Regions from separate parts of the Mus musculus genome. Here region 2 is linked to region 1. Evidence: chromatin contacts called from public promoter capture Hi-C data. All regions are on one chromosome and are shown on one strand. The core of a region is the stretch at or near the end of the contact, and the rest is flanking DNA. Distances in the headings are between cores, read along the strand shown. Region 1 holds the start of 1300017J02Rik (RIKEN cDNA 1300017J02 gene). Region 2 holds the start of Atp2c1 (ATPase, Ca++-sequestering).

Evidence for each region. Promoter capture Hi-C pulls out the DNA fragments that hold promoters and counts their contacts.
Region 2: a contact with region 1 is called in a promoter capture Hi-C map of liver, with 6 times the contacts expected there. The contact joins the promoter of Atp2c1 here to the promoter of 1300017J02Rik in region 1. A contact is called at or near these places in 2 of 39 promoter capture datasets (liver and pre-B cells).

Annotation. Positions count from the first base shown.
Region 1 is chr9:103,286,954-103,289,653 of GRCm38.p6, reverse strand. It overlaps 1300017J02Rik (RIKEN cDNA 1300017J02 gene), which reads left to right and starts at 1,357. Exons shown (of 17, transcript NM_027918.2): 1 at 1,357-1,473. The coding sequence starts at 1,431.
Region 2 is chr9:105,519,924-105,522,623 of GRCm38.p6, reverse strand. Atp2c1 (ATPase, Ca++-sequestering) reads left to right here and starts at 1,367. Exons shown (of 27, transcript NM_001253831.1): 1 at 1,367-1,584. The coding sequence starts at 1,477.

The DNA of each region.
Region 1 (2,700 bases), core at 108-2,607:
TCCTGATTGTGTCTTCTATTTCTTTCTTTAAGTTTTGTTTTTGCTTTTTGTATATACAAAGGAGTGTGAGCCCCCACAGAAGCCAGATGACCTGTAGCTGGAGTCCAGGGGTGTCAGGTCCCCCTGTCGCTGGAGTTACAGGTAGTTAGTTGTGAGCCGTCCAACATGGGTGCCAGAATTGAACTCTGGTCCTCTGGAAGAGCAGCACTTGCTCTTAACCGCTGAGCCATCTCTCCAGCCCTACATGCTTGGTTTTCGAGACAAGGTCTCTAGCCTAGGGAAGTCTCCAATAGGGCACGTAGTTGAAACCTCGAACTCCTAATCCCACTGTCCCCACTTCCCAAATGCTGGGGTTTCAGGCCTGTACTTCCATACCAGGCCCTGCTTTTTTTTATTTAGTTTTAGATCCTAGTAATGTATATAAAATGAAATGAAATTTCTGTTCCTAGCGGCACTGTCTGTAAGGATGGAATCGGTACTACAATTGTCAATCAGGGTGAGAGATGAAATATTCTTCATTCACATGATATGAAACAATAGGCCACACTGATAGCTGGTGGGCAACCACACACCTCTGCATAGATAAATCATACCAATTTAAACTTGGGTGAGAGAAGCCAGGCTCTGCGCTGTAAGTTTTCATCTCTGTGGAGTCCTGAAGTTAGCAGACTTCCGTTTCTGTTCCATGTAGGGGCCACCTATGTGGGAGAAGCTCTGCAGGGATTCGGCCTCCTGGATGTGGACTGGCTCTACCGGAGTCCTCTTAGTGATAATTATTACACTGTGCTAGCAGGGTTTGTTGTACACCTACTACTATATTTTAATTAGAAGTTCTTCGAGTTTTATTTAAAATTACCAGACTTTTTCTAGGCAGAGGTCGCACAGCCTTTCGGACAGGGCTGCAGCCGGGTGAGCGAGAAACTCTGCATGTCAGATCTGTGCCTGAGCCAGGCCTTACACAGCTGGGACAAGCAACACTGGTGCGTGTGGTGTGGAGTGGGGGTGGGGGTGGGGGTGGGGAGATAGAGGAGAAACTATGGGCTGTGTCACAGAAGAGATAGCTCCACTGGGGTCGCAGGACAGCGGGAGGACCTCAGCTTAGTCAACTTAGAGTCCTTAGTGAGAAGTGAGAATTTCCAAAAGAAAATTGTGTTAAGGTCTTATGCATGTGCGCGCCGGCTTTCCCGGAGAAGCACCGTTTCCACCCAGGGACCGAACCGGGGACAGAGAGAGAAAAAATAGTGTCCCTAGCCGCCTGAGTATCTGCTTGGCCAGATAAGGAAGGCATGGAGGGTGTGGCAGTGGCGACCAGCCCGGACTGGGGCTGAAGAACCTTTCCCAGTAGGCAGATTCATCAGTCAACACTGCCTTCTGGGTAAAGTGCACCTAGGCTGGGGGAGAGCAAGCAGAACGCAGTTCCACAGTTGAAAATGAGGCTGCTCATCTGCGCCCTTCTATGCTTGGGGACCCTAGGTGAGTGTGCTGAGAGCCAGGCAGGGGGCCGGCCCTCTGGGGAGGGGACCAGGTGTCATTTGCTGACCATACACTTCAGGGATCAAATGTGGTTGGATAGACTATGAGCCTAGAGAAGAGTAATCACTTTGGACTGGAATTCACCTGCCACGCAGTCCCCCGGCTGTCCTTTGCCCTCACTGAGGCGGTCATAGTGGATTGTCGCTGACTCTTTTGCTTGCTTTTGGGACCCTTTTCCTGCCACATCCTCCTTAATACCAGGGAGGTGCCTAGTCTTTTTGTAACTTGTTATGTCGCGTTTGGTTGATATCCCTGGGAGGCCTGCCCTTTTCTGAAGGAAAATGGAGACGTAGTTGGTGACAGGGGATGTGAAGAGGGACTCAGAGGAAGGAGGGGAAATTGCAGCAATATATGAGAGATAGGAGAGGAAAATAAAAAAAACAAAACAAAACAAATAAACAAACAAAAAAACCCCACAACTTGTTTCACTGCTTTGGTAGGTAAAGGGGCTGATGTTGTGATTGACGACATATGACCTCCAGGACCAAATGGTAGAAGAGGAAATCCACTCTTGAAATCTGTCCTCTGTAGTAATAATAAGTATAGCACATAAAATAAAAATTTAAAAAAACCAAAAAAAAAAAAAAAAAAGAAAAGAAATCTGTCCTCTGACCCCCATGTGGCTTCCACACAATGTTAACTTTTTTTTAAAAAAAGTTATGTTTACCCAACAAACACACAGTTGCTGGAGAAATGAGCTAACACAGCCAGAGGCAGGCAGAGTTCTACGCTCACAAATACAAGAAGCCCTTTCGTGGGTAGGGAGAACAGGCTCCAGGGAAGAACTCATGCACTGTGAAGAGCTCTTCCTGTCTCAACCACGGTTGGATCCTCCTCCCTTTAGCTTTGTCTGATCTGAGACCGTGGTAAATAATACCTAGGGTGGCCAGAGCCCGGCAATGGTGCACAGTATATGTCTGCCTCTTCTGCCCAGCAGTGCCATCTGTAGCCACCCAGAGGGTCATTCGCTCTCAGAATGCAGCTGCCTGATCTCTTTCAGAATTCCCCTGAACTGAGCCAGTGTTCTGCTAAATAGCGTTCCGCCACCATTGCCAGCAATGTCAGACACAGACCAGAAGTTCATTTTCCCAACAGGCTTCATGTTTACATGTCAGAGACTAAAGGCCCCTCCGGGCTTCGTTTCTTCACGACCTTTCTCCGGGCTAC
Region 2 (2,700 bases), core at 118-2,617, 2.2 Mb before region 1:
TGCACACATACACACACACATACATGCACACACAGTTGGGGTGGAGTGGGGGTAGAAGTGTGGCTCAGGACTTAGACGACAAACCCTGTGACCTCTATAGATCCCAAAGAAAATGAACTTTCAAATGTATAATTTCATATCCTTTAACACAACAGATCTCTTGTTGTGTTCTTCTTTACCCCCCTGCCCCCACCACCCCTTTTTCCTCTTTTGAAGGCATGAATCCTTTTTATAGTAGTTAGAAGTGTGCTTGTAACAGTTCCTCTCACAGATACTCAGGAGAAAGCCTCGGGGAAATTTAATGGTTCTGAGTTCAGCCTGTGGCTTTGCGATAAGGATTCAAGGCAAGAAGCCTTTTAACTCAGAAAAGAATCTGTTTGCAGCCATTGCCCAATAAATGCAAAGTGTCTGGTTACTGGCACGTAGCACAATGCACCACAGAACTCAATGAATGTCCACAGAGCTGGCCAACCCCATAATGTCCATGAAGGGGTGGTGTCTGTGTGTGAGTGTGTGTGTGTGTGTGTGTGATTTGCTTAGTTTTCAAACAGTGCTAGTCTTCTAACAGGGTCCACAGAATCAATACACTCATGGGAACTTGCAGAGACCAGGAAGCCTGCAGGGGTCTGCCCCAAGTCCTCTGCATGTATGTTATGGCTGAGTAGCTCCGGGTTCATGTGGAAATGCTAACATTGAGAGCTGGGTCTGTCCCAGACTCTTTTGCCTATGTGTGGGACCCTTTTCCTCCTCCTGGGGAGTGGGGAGGAGGAATGTGTGGGTGGAGGAGCTGGGAGGAGAGGAGAAACTGTGGTCAGGATGTAACATATGAGAGATGAATAAAAATAATAAAATAAGAACTCTAAAACAGCGTTTCTCAAGGCTGAAATGAATTGACACTTTTGAGCGGAGGCTCAGTTGAAGGTTGTTAGTGTGTGTTGGTAATGACAAGAAAGCTCAAAGGAAACTGGGAAAACCTCATGTCATGCCCTCTTAGAAAGAAAGAAAGAAAGAAAGAAAGAAAGAAAGAAAGAAAGAAAGAAAGAAAGAAAGAAAGAAAGAATCACCAGAAATACTGTCGGAAGAATTAAAATTAAACCTCACGAGAGTCCGTGGGTATGGAAAGTCACCCGCTAGCTAATATTAACATCGCTTGCAACAGAGCCTTGCTGCTCAAAATAGGACAGTCAGTCATATCGCTATCGCTGGGCTGTTTACATTCTTCGGGCCAGCCCTGAACTTCTTCCTGCCTCTGGCTCCTGGGCATTGCAGTTCTGGAGGTTTCTAGATGACCCGCCTCCCTCAGCTGTCTCTAGGAACTTCCACTCAAAGGGGGAGCTATAAGATTGACACCTGCTCGGTTTGCAGCAAAGTGGTGGCACTTCAAAGGAGCGGCTAGGCAGCAGAGACTAAGTGTCTAGGTCGCATTTGGTCGCTGTCAGGGAGGGGCAGACAAGGACCCTCGGGTTTCCCCTCAGTATGGAGAACTTATTGCCTCCGTCCGGATTTTCTTACTTGAAAAAGTATCCTCTCCACTCTATTCGGAAATATTTATCAACGCTGAGAAGCCAAAGGGCCGAAGAGCAGGTACTATTTTGTTTGTGCTAACTTTAAAAATAACTGGTGCTTATTTCTGGGTGTGGCCTGTCGAAGCTTGGGGAATGTTTCTCTGCTGGCTTACTGGTGTTCATAGGCAGAGGTCAGATCCAGCCTGTAGTTACTCGAGCTTGGCAGTCAGAGGAGCCTGCCGCTTGTGAGGGGTTACTTGGCTGTGGAACGTTTGGGTCCTGAGATAAATTATGCAAATGTTCTGGGTGTGTGTGTTTGACACTTATTTTGCTTTCTTCCGTTATCTAGATGAACCTACCATACTACGGAGGTGACTCTTTGATACTTTGATCATTTTTTCAGTGTTTCGAAGACAAATTCTGAAACCGTTCGTAGCTCAATAGATGAAGCAGTATACCCTAGAAACACACTTATTTTCTTGCATGTTTCTGTGATTATTTTAATGTCACTAGGATTTGCAAAATGAAGGTTATCTGTGTGGCTATAATCAGATCATTAGTGGGCTGATAAGATCATTTGGATATAATAGGTGATTCTTATATGTGGTGCATAGGGGACAGAGCACAATAATTATTAATCCTTTTAGCCAATTGAAAGCTACAGTTTCCAACAGGAAGTTCTAGCATGTGGGTATAGACGCATCTTAATAAGCCTGTTTAAAATGTCTGGTTATTTCATTTAAAAACATGTGTGTTCATTACATTGATTACATTATACATTGATATCTAAAAACTGCTTTCGTAATTGCACTGGATTAGAGAGAGAACAATGTGTGGCCCATTTAAATCCAGGAGCTCATTTAGAAGCTTGGCAACGGACTAGAAATATGAAAGACAGGTCTGTCACCACATAGAAGATGACCAGCCACAAGCGCTCTGCCCTGTGCTCTCTCTAGAACGGCAGAGCCAGGCGACAGATATTGCCAGTGTCCTGTTCTTTTTTCCTCCGTGGTAGAAAATGACCCAGTTAGTAAGAGGCTTCCCAGAAATGGAAGCAGAGGGCAGCAGAAGGAAACCCTTTGGTGACCCCTTTTCCCCAAAGCTCATGCCTCATTTGAAAAAAAAAAAAAAAAACAAAAACCAAAAAACAAAATACCTGACAGATCATTAGGATTATCAAGGAAACTGCATCTTA